Regions from separate parts of the Mus musculus genome. Here region 2 is linked to region 1. A link is a contact called in public HiChIP or PLAC-seq data. All regions are on one chromosome and are shown on one strand. Each heading gives the region's core, a stretch centred on a gene start, on an enhancer-like site or on the middle of the called end of the contact. The rest is flanking DNA. Distances are from core to core; before and after follow the strand shown. Region 1 overlaps Pi4ka (phosphatidylinositol 4-kinase alpha). Region 2 holds the start of Lztr1 (leucine-zipper-like transcriptional regulator, 1).

Region 1 (5,184 bases), core at 1,757-4,256:
GTGCCCTAACATTCCTTTTGCCTGCCAGGACAGCATCACCTACAGAATTGCTAGCACCTCCATTCCTGGCACTGCCATCTCCTGCCACCAAGCACCATGTGCTTAGCTAGTGAGCATCCCAGCTGGTAGGGTCAAACTCAGTGGCCTAACTTTATGATCAAGCTAGCTTTTCAAAAAGTTAAATCAAGAAGATCAAAAATTCAATCCCACCTGAACAATTTACTAAGACTATCTCAAAAAGGTGGAAAGAATGGAGAGATGGTTTAGCAGCTAAGAGTATTTGCTGTTCTTATCTGGGTTTAGTTCACAGTACTAACATGCATATGGTACCCATACACACTTATAGGCAAAGCACTCATACACATAAAATACATTTTTTTTGTTTGGTTTAAAAAAAATCCACTCTAAGTATATAGCTCAGTGGAAGAAACACCTGTTAGCATATGAGGTCCTGGGTTCAGTTCCCAGCACCACAGAAAAGCCTAGGCTGTAGAGATCCAGTTGCCCCCTGTTTTGGACACCACATTATTGACAATGCTGTACCTGTCTTATCTCTGTGTAGACCAGGCTGCTATTGACATCTTACACTTCCTACAAATGGCCCAGAACATGCCCTGTTAGCTTTATCTTTTTACCTTTAAATAGACCCAAAATTTGGTCACATCCCAGCATTCCAGCTACATTTGTGGCCCTAGCCTCCTTTGTCTTTCCCCTGACCTTAGGGCAGCCCCACTGAGTCAGTTACTTTCTCCTGTTATGATAAAACACCATGGTTAGACTTGTGCAATAAGTCTTTATTTTAGCTGATGATTCCAGAGGGCAGAGGCATGGCAGCAGGTGCCAGAGTGGGTAGCTGAGAACACTAGAATGGAGCAAGGCTGTACACTCTCAACACCCATGATGGTTTTATAACATCCCTAAACAATGCTACCAACTGGAGACCTGTTCAAATACGAGCCTCAAAACTCTCCTGCCCTAGTTACATGCCTCCTACTCCTTCTCAGACAGCCACTAACCTGGGACAAAGTATTCAAATGCCCAAAACTTACAGGAATATGTCATTCCCTGCTTCCATACTGTCCTGTATACATGCAATAGGAGCATGCAGTAAAAACTATACTGGATTGAATCTCTCTGATTCCCAGGCCTCTTGCTGCTCTTCCCACCTCACTTAGACTGACTGACTTGTTCTGGCCCTGAAGCTCACCTGCACCTACCTCTGTCTCTTCTGTCTTCTCATTTGCCCTGCTGTAGCTCTACTAGATCCTGTTGCTCCTGCTCTCCCAGGCTGTTTCTGCCTAGCTGCATCCCATTTCCTTTACTTAGATGAATGTCACTGCTGACCATCTCTAGGACTTGTGTCCAATGTTCTCTTCCATCCCACCAGCATTCTCTGGCCACCCTATCTAAAACACCTTCCCTCTTTGCACCATACTGCTGCTTTCTCAGATTTAGTATGCTGCCTGTTGCTTATATCTTGGACCATCCACATTTGTTTGTTCCCAGAGTCTGGGAGACCCTATCATAGAAGTGGATCTTACACAAATGAGTGGGAGCGTAGCCTTTGCTTGGTTACTTTATCCCATCAGTTCTGGGGTTTCCTATACTTCCAACCAATTTGGTACCCCAACTTCTACCATAAAAAATACATCTAACAGTAGGCAGAAGCCAGACTCCGAAAGAAGCCACAGCAGGGTATATAGCTCCTTGATATTCTTCATTTCCCACCTATAACGATGCTACCTTAGCATGAAAGGCCTTTGTCTTCACCCTCATGGCCTCCCAATGGCATCTGTGCCTTCAGGAATCACGAGGAATAGCAGAAGAGAGGTGTCATTTTATAAAGCCTGCCTGGGCTTCTCCTGAGCCTTGCCTAGTTGACTCCCATCTTGCTCTTTAGTGCTCATGATCCCCAGCATCTTGAGCCAAGTCTTGCAAGAGGGTAGGTAATGGTGCTAGAAAGGGAACCAAAGCCTGCATAACCCATGCATCGCTGGTGCTTCTGTAGGGTAAAATAGTAACCATTCCTCTGTTTAGCCCCTACTTCTTCCAGAACACACTACTGTGCTTTATCTGGGCAACCCTCCAAGCTCAAAGCAGAAAGGGCCCTGGATCAGTATGACTAGGTCAAGGGAATGACTCTGATCTTGACACTTACAGCCTGCCCTCCCTTGAACTTCCTGGGCTACTCTCAAATCTGATAAGCTAATGAAGACCTACCTTTGTGGCTTGGAAATCCTGCATGTGGTACTTGCTGCTCTTAACACAGGAAGTTTTCAGAATTCTTTCCAAGCTTCACCAGGATAGAGCCTGTGGAAGGCTTGCACTGCATTAGGGACATGCTAACCAAGATGTGCTGCACCTTGTTCCCTGCCCTGCTGGGCCCATGAGTTGTGTTGACAGTCAGTTGGGGGTGGGGAGCTGGAGGAAGCATACAAAGACTTGAGTAGCTCCCCTGAGACGTGGGTTCCGGGCCGCTGCTCCTTACTTTGCTTGCCTTCTATTTTCATCCAGTACAGTTTTACTTTGTGTTTGTTTTAAGAAAGCATCTCATTCTGTATGTAGCCCCTGCTGAACTTGAACTCATTCCCGTCCTCCTGCCTCAGCCTGCTGAATACTGGGGTCACAGGCATAAGTTACATGTTGAGCTTTATTCAGGAATTCAAAAACAAAGCAGCCACCCACCCTCTACTCTCTGGAGGCACTGACCTTTCTTTCCAATTTGCAGTTTATGCGGGAGATGGCAGGAGCCTGGCACATGACAGTAGAGCAGAAGTTCGGCCTCTTTTCTGTGGAAACAAAGGAAGCAGACCCCCTGGCAGCATCAGAAGCAAGTCAGCCAAGACCTTGTCCCCCCGAAGTGACACCTCACTACATCTGGATCGATGTATGTGCCTACCCTCAAGCTCTGCTGAGCTTTGTAGGGACAGCCTTGGGGACACTTGGGTCAGCCCAGCGCACCAGCTGGTCTAGGGGCCCTGACCTGAGAGAATGGGTGACAACTTACACAGCTTGTTTACTTTCCACAGTTCCTGGTCCAGCGGTTTGAGATTGCCAAGTACTGTAGCTCTGACCAGGTGGAGATCTTCTCAAGCCTGCTGCAGCGCTCCATGTCCCTCAATATTGGTGGAGCCAGGGGGAGCATGAACAGGCATGTGGCAGCCATTGGACCACGTTTCAAGTGAGGACCCTATTTCTCTGGGGCACCTGAGTGTGCTGTTACTGGCATGTAGGGCACATGTGTAGTGTGTAGATCATGGTAGGGGTGGGTGGGTATGTCCTGCGATGCTGCTCTGCAGTGTAGAGTAAATCCTATGGCAGTGCCCTGGGACGATCAAGAAGACTTGTAGAGGGCATGAGACCATGATCCGCTGGCTGGCTAAGAGGCTCCCCAACCCCTGTCCCCTAGTACAGTCCTGCTTGCTAGAACATGGCCTCTGCTGTTGTCTGTGAGGGGCTGGCTGACCAGCACCAATGCATGGTAGAAGCTCTTGCTTCTACCAGGTATTGTCTTTCTCTCCCCTGAACTCCAGACCATGGCCTCATAGCCCATTAGAACTACACTTCTCCAACCACCTACAGAGAGGGGCCAGTCCTCTTGTTAGTACCTAGTCTGTCACTGACTGATACTTTTCTAAAGGCAGTGGGAACAAGTTATAGAAAATGATTCCTGTTGCTGCTTTTCAGTAGCATGTAGCCATCACAGAAATGCCTCTGCCTGCACTACCACAAAGGCTCAGCCCTCACTCAGGCTTAGCTGGCTAATCCCAGATGCACTCAGAAACATCAGTTTGCCCTCCTCCTTTCTCTGCTGTCTCTGTTCCCTTGCAATGGTGGATCAGACCTCTTTTTTTCCTCATATCTAAGCTCCCTTGTGATCTACTCCCCACCACAGGCCATCGCCTAGGACTCAGTAGCATAGAAGCTAGCATCTATACTTCTGCTGGTATAGACAGCCTCTGTAAAGTGGCTGTGCTATATTCTATTCATCTTGCACCATGCCTTAGGCCTAGCCTGACTGTCTACAATGACCCTGCACCTGTACTTGAGCCTCTAGAGCTACTTGCCCCTGGATCTGGGTCACCCTGTTTGCTACGTGTAGACATGCTTGTTCCACAGGGTCCATGTCACTGTCAGGCTGTAGCTGGGATCTGGCCCTTGAGAAAAACCCCATTGCCACTCGATTGTGTGGGATAGCCTAGCTTTTCCCTGTGCAGAGCACTGTGTCTTACCCACCAACTTGGTTCCTGACCTCCATCACTGTCTTACCCCAGCAGTGTAGGCAGGAGCAGAACAGTACCTTCCTACTTATGTCTCGTACCCTGCTCGGGGCTTTGTTTAGCAGAAACCGTACACATAACCCTCTCCACCACCCCTTAGGATTAAAATCATAGCAGTGTCCCATGGGGACAGAACTGCAGACTGTTTGTGAGCCTAGGAGTCTTGGCCCAGTCAGAACATCATAGAGTTCATTTGATTTCCTCTCAACAAGAATGAAGCATGGTTTGCTTTATTTTGTTTAAAAATGTTTTTTCATACCCATTTTTTTGCAGAGGTAGGGATGGAACTCGGGGCATCAGGCATGCTAGGCAAGCACTCTACAAACCACATCCCCAAGCACGAATGCAGAGTGGGTTTGCCCAACACGTGACCATCTGCACGTCCATGGAAGAGCTGAGCTAATGAGCTAGCTCCATCTTAGAACAGGGAAAACTTGTATTTTAGTTACCTAAATTTTAACTTTAGAGCTTTCTTGTACAACACCTTTACCCATGCATAGATTTTTTTTTTATTTAAACACACTATAATCTTGACACCTAAAAGACATAGGCAAGGGGATCAGAAATTCAGGATTACCCCAACACTCCAAAAGAGAACTGAAGGCCAGCTTGGAATACATGAGACTTTGTCTGAGAGAGGAGAGACGGTGGGGAGAGAACAGCTGAATGGTGATATGCTGGTAATGTTTATAGGGTTTATATTCAGGGATTCTGGGGTTTGCTTAGGAGAACATATATACCCCTGAAGGCTCAGCCTTTGCCCAGGGCTCCAACCTTGTAATCTCTCTCAGACTGCTGACCTTGGGGCTGTCCCTCCTGCATGCTGATGTGGTTCCAAATGCAACCATTCGAAACGTGCTTCGAGAGAAGATATACTCAACAGCCTTTGACTATTTCAGGTACT
Region 2 (5,610 bases), core at 2,218-4,717, 210 kb before region 1:
GGGTCCTGGGGCCCAGGGGCTACCCACCTGCACCAGGAGCAATCCTTCACATCGAAACGCAGAAGATCATTGAGCATCGTCTTTCTGAAAGGCAATCAGAGAGAAAGAATGGCAGCTGCTAGGATATTGCAAGGTGTCACCTCGTCAGGATCTTCAAGATGGGAGAAGGCATGCATCTAGGGTTGGAGGCAGTAAGAAGGGCCTGACTCACTGACCTGTCAGACAACTCGTCAATGTCCAAAGCTCAAAACTAATGACTAGGTGATATGGGCAACTAGGGCTCCCACACAGGCAAGGCCAGCCTGATCACACCACCAGTGGCCCACTCAAGGGCCCAGGGCTGGCGTCCTCACTCACACCTCACCCAGCCTCCAGAAGTCCTGTCCTGCACTGAACCCTTCCCAGGCTGCCCCGCAATGACAACACTCTGGCTCAAACATCAGTGGAGACCTGCATGCTTTCCATCTGCCGCCATCTGACATGACAACTGCATCAGAGGTAATTCCACTGCTCACTGGGTCAGCTTGCATTTAATATGCAAGTTGGGCATATTACCAACTCGTTGATGTGGAAAAAAGGTGAACCAACTCAAACACCCCCTCCAAGCCAGGCCTTTGCAGGGCATCTCTCCCTGCCTTGCTCAGGCTGAGCTAGGTGGGTGCCCTTCCTAACTTCATTTTATGGCCAAGAAGTCAAACCTGAGATGCTAGTATCATGTCTAGTTCCTGCCCTTCCTCATCTAACCCCCTACTTAAACTTAGTGGCATTTGTTAAACAAAATTATGGGAGACTACTGTTTTAAACTAATTTCCTATACTAGGTCCCCAAAGACCGGGGCAAACCAGAACAGTTACCAAGGTCAAAAGCCTCATAAACCGAAAGCTGTTGATCCCAAAACCTAACAGTTTTCCCTAAAACCAGGAGACTGTAGTCTACCTGAGGCAGTGTGATAAGGAAGCCCCCCTGCTGTAACCGTCAAGAGTCTAACTTAACTGACCAGGCCTCACCCCCACTGCCAGGTTTCCTGGCTCCTACCTTCCCAAGACCCAAAGTTGCTACTGCCCAGAAGGAACTCTTCTTTCCACTCTGTTAATGGAGGGCCCCCTGGTTTATCATAAGTCACAGCCAAATAAATGTGTAACTGGCCTTCTCTTAACTTTTCTTTTGAAACTGCATACTGAAACCACTTCTGTTTATTACCACATAGTTATCTACCTGCTCCAGTAGATGCTGAGGACAGCAGTCCTAATGTCCTACCCACTCTATGCTAGCTGCCAGCCTTTTTTGGTGTAGAAATTCTTACTAAGGCTCGTTCTTTTCTTTTGCTTAGTAAATGATTACATCTGGACACTGCTGTAGGAAACAGTAAGGAAATGGATCTCGGCCAACACCAGGGGCAAGTGGCACTTAAAAGAGATAAGAGGGCACAAGGCCTCACCCAAAAGAACATTAGAAGAGGACAGAAGTGTGGAAGGGAAGGAACAACATTGCAAATGGCTAGGCAACAAGGATGGGGACAAGGTCATCAAACAGACAGGACAGCACTAACAAGCAGGCCATACCCTCCTATTAGGACAAAGAAGACAGAGGCATTCAGGACTGTGAACCAATTAACGCGCACTCTGATGTGCAGTTGTACATGAATCCCCAACTGCTCTTGGAGAAAGAGGCTGTGGAAATGAGCTAAAATCCCAGACAGTCATGGCCAAGTTTGTATGTCTTAATAGACCTGAAAAATCTCACTTGCTCTAGGTCAGCTACCTCATGTAGTCTACAGGACCAAGGCTATAGTGCCTGTTCTGGGCTTTAGGCCAGGTTCTAGGCCTGAGAGGAGGGAGTCATATGTAAACACATAACCTCAGCTTACTTGGTGGAAGTCTATGTGCATGGAGATGTGCTTACTAGGTCATTTCCAGGAATATTATTTTCCAGGAGGTTAAAGCAACACAGGGAAATCTCCACCAAATGTGTGTACAGCATCAATAAAACTGTTTTAGAGGTAGTGAGATGACTCAACAAGACTTGCCACCATGTCTTGCAACCTGACTTCAAGCCCTGGTACCCATACAAGGAGAAAGATGATTCCTGCTAGCTGTTGTCTGATCTCCACATTTGCGCCCCTCCCCCCATAAGAGATGTTACAAAACAAAAATTTGGGCAAAGCCTAGAGAGAAGTGTAGGGAAAGAAGAAAAGTGCCAGTAGGGCTAGCATGTTTCTTCCAAAGCTGTCTCCTCTTTCAACACAAGGATATCTCCATGAACCTAGCACAGGCTGCCGTTTGAATGCTGGATAAAAGGGCTTTAGGGGTAGGGTCTTCCTCACCGTAACATGGGAATCAAGGGCAAAGCACCACACAGATGGCGAAACAGAGGCTCACAAGGCATAGCTAATGACTCCCATCCTCTGTCTCTCTCTGTCATCATCCCCTGCCACCACTTCCATCAAAACAGGCAAACTCACCCGTTGTCTCCACCAAACACATAGATGGCATCCTTATATGCCACGACTGTGTGCTTGCTGCGCCTAGAAAGAAAGAAGGGGTGAAGGGTGGTGAGACCGGAACTCTCCCAGCTGGCACCCAAGAAATGGGACTACACACATGGTTGCTACCACATAAGTTTGGACAAAGCCTCTCAACTGCTAAGATCTATAGAGATCCTTCAGTTCTTCAGACAGCAAGGACATACATCGGGGACGCTTCAGACTTCCCACTCATACCTCACAGCTCAGGGACCCAAACAGGATCCTCAGAAACACAAGTCTGGTACCCTGCCTAGAATCACTACGGTGCTGTTCCCTGGGAACTCAGCTTTGGGAACGACCAATCTATACTCCAAGACATCACACGGGATTTCGTCCCTACAGCCCGTCCTAAGACCAGCTCTCGTCCCTACTACCAGTGCCTTCAGGATCCCTGTACACTGTCGTACCGGGCGCCCACGAATTCGTCACAGGGCGGGAGGCGCCGCCAGCGATGCACTGTTTCGAAGGGTCCAAAGTTGAGCGTCAGGTACTCGACACTGTCTGAGCAGCTGTGGTCAAAGTCCACGCTCGGAGCCACCTTGGAGCGTACCCCTCCTGTCAAGGCCCCGGACCCAATGGGGCCTCCGGAGCCAGCCATCCCTTGTTCAGGCTGGATAGGCCGCCAGGTTGCAGGACTCACGGCCACCGCCCGGGCAGAGCCAAAGGACTACACTTCCCAGAGAGCCCTGCGCCGCTGGTGTAGCACTTCCGGCCGGTTTGTCGGGCCTCCCGACAAACCTCGCGCTTCCCGCGACGCGGCTCGCTATCGAGGAACCTGGCAGCCCGGCTCCTCGCATTATCGTATATCGAGCACATCACATTCTGGAAAGTATTTCTGGCCAAGTCTCGATTTGGGTTTCCTCTTTCAGGATACGCACTCAGACCATAGTAAACCACTGACATTCTCAAGGCAGCGGCGAGCTACACGCTCCCGGCATGCCTTGTAGTCGGGCTTTGCTGTCTCCCGGAAGATCCCCCCGCCCTCCTCCAGGATGAGGTTTCGGACTTGCAAGCGAGCTGCTCAATTGTCCACCTTCTGTTTGTGCTCCCCAAACCTGATCTTCACTGCTCCCCCTCTGCTCTCTCTTGGCATTCTTGTCTGGGACTCTCGATGGCGGGGCACCTCTGGGTTCTCAGTTGAGAGCAGTATCTTCATTTATTTCTCTCCTCTCTCTTCCTCCCCCTCCTTCTCTCTCTTTTTTTAAAAGATTTATTTATTATTATATCTAAGTACACTGTAGCTGTCTTCAGATGCACCAGAAGAGGGCGTCAGATCTCATTACGGATGGTTGTGAGCCACCATGTGGTTACTGGGATTTGAACTCATGACCTTCAGAAGAGCAGCTGGTGCTCTTAACCACTGAGCCATGTCTCCAGCCCCTTTCTCTGTTTTGCTGTGGGTTTTGAACCTAGGATTTGATCAGCATGCACTCTGCCACTAGGCTACACCACAATTTGTGTGTGTGTGTGTGTGTTTTATTTGTAGTCTGCTGCCAGCTGAATCACCCGTGAAATGATTCAGGAAGTTCAGGCAAAAGGGACACATGTAGTGAAATGGATATAATGTCAGTTGGTCTAGTTTCATATTTTTTTGGTAAGAGCTTATAAATGTAAAATAGTAAAAGTCAAGAGCAGCTTCACAATGGCTATCCTAACTGTACAAAAACAAAACCTAGAGATATACAGAATGCAACTGGATAGGTTTTTGAGTGACTACTGCAATCTAGCAGAGTGTATTTGTGAGTTAATAACAATGAGGTGATTTTCATTTTGTTTTATTTCAGACAGGGTTTCTCTGTGTAGCTCTGGCTGTCCTGGAACTCACTCTGTAGATTAGGTTGGTCTTGAATTCAGAGATCTGCCTGCCTCTGCCTCCCGGGCACTGGGATTAAAGGTGTGCGCCACCACCTCCTGGTCTGAGCTCAGGTTTCTGTGGCAGCATGGAGTCTGCAGGACCCAGCTCCCACCTCTCTTAAGTGGACAAATACAAAAGCTGTCTCTGGCTTGTGAAGCTTTTTTAAAAAAAAAAAACAAAAGACTGAGACTTCTAACCCTCCTGCCTCTGTCCTGAGTGCCACTATTACAGATGTGTCACATCATGCCTGGCTCTAAGTGTCGGCCCAATTACACTAGGACACAGTTCTGCTGAGACATGCGTTTTAATTTTAAGGTAATGTTGAAGGGGCTTGCTGGGAAAATCGTCCTAGTAGAGGAAACCAAGGCAGAGCCTGTCCTGCCTCTACACCCAGCTGTCAGTGACAGCTGAGGCATTAGGAATGGACCATCTTCTGGAGGCTGTGGTAGCCTGGCTGGAGGCGAGGCAGACAGGTCAAGGCAAGCCTTGGAGGACTCAGATTCCACAGTGAGGGATCCTGGGAAATTGGAGTTGGCACTTGCCCCAGGACTTGGTCTCTGACCTTGGTACCCCAGAGGCCTGCCCAAGTCCACCACAGGAGAGCTCAGGATCCTTTTCCTGTGAGCCAAGACATGTCACCGGTTCTGCAGGAATGAGAGGAGGATGGGTCAGGGCAGAAGAGGACAGGTTCCCCACTCTAGGCACCATGAGCCAATGATTCTTGAATACAGCAGCAGAGACTGATCTGTGTCAAAGCCCCGTAGGTAATGGACTTGGGCAAGGTGGGAGGGTTCAGTCATTGGGCTGGGGAAGAAAGGCTGAGAACAGTCAACAAGAAACAATGCACGTACTTGCTGTGTAGCATAAACAACCTTTTCGAAGGCAAGAGGGAAAAACAGAAGGCCAAAGAAAGTATATCATTTATCAGATCCACTCTGAGTCTTCCACTCTAGGATTTACCCCGACACATAGCCATCAGTCACCTCTGGCCTGTCTCTGGTCCTGGGAAGTTCTCTGTACACAGGTTAAGCTACTGGGGACTCACTGGCACTGTGCTGGGATGATGGTAATGGCTCATGTCCACTGCTTCCCAGATGTCATGTAACCACCCCACTTCTCTGTGGATGGCATATCTGGGGGCATCACCTACTATGTTTCTCCACCTAAGTTCTGCCAAGCTTAGCACAAATCACATTGCCTCCACCCCCCACTCCCCAACATTGGCTCCTCT

Evidence for each region. HiChIP or PLAC-seq counts read pairs in DNA pulled down with a chosen protein or histone mark.
Region 2: an H3K4me3 HiChIP or PLAC-seq map of the 230-238 cell line shows a contact between it and region 1, with 14 read pairs. The contact joins the promoter of Lztr1 here to the enhancer-like site in region 1. A contact is called at or near these places in 3 of 39 promoter capture datasets (the 3T3-L1 cell line, hippocampal neurons and liver), 2 of 484 Hi-C or Micro-C datasets (germline stem cells and nephron progenitors), 3 of 115 datasets of contacts at active chromatin or transcription factors (the 230-238 cell line and embryonic stem cells) and 3 of 9 other capture datasets (adipose tissue, embryonic stem cells and liver).

What each region holds. Positions count from the first base shown.
Region 1 is chr16:17,300,988-17,306,171 of GRCm38.p6, reverse strand. It overlaps Pi4ka (phosphatidylinositol 4-kinase alpha), which reads left to right. Exons shown (of 55, transcript NM_001373955.1): 33 at 2,729-2,887; 34 at 3,030-3,181; 35 at 5,072-5,179. Among named protein-coding and RNA genes, the nearest start is that of Tmem191c, 27 kb to the right of the region's middle. Within about 2 kb of position 3,006, at least 14 of the 459 cell types and tissues checked have an H3K27ac peak or open chromatin away from gene starts, as enhancers often do. A contact at or near this core is called in the 230-238 cell line, where this site is marked.
Region 2 is chr16:17,506,540-17,512,149 of GRCm38.p6, reverse strand. It overlaps Lztr1 (leucine-zipper-like transcriptional regulator, 1), which reads right to left and starts at 3,467. Exons shown (of 21, transcript NM_025808.4): 1 at 2,932-3,467; 2 at 2,462-2,524; 3 at 28-84. The coding sequence starts at 3,122. It overlaps Aifm3 (apoptosis-inducing factor, mitochondrion-associated 3), which reads right to left. Exons shown (of 20, transcript NM_001291070.1): 19 at 5,231-5,251; 20 at 4,668-5,023. The coding sequence ends at 4,984.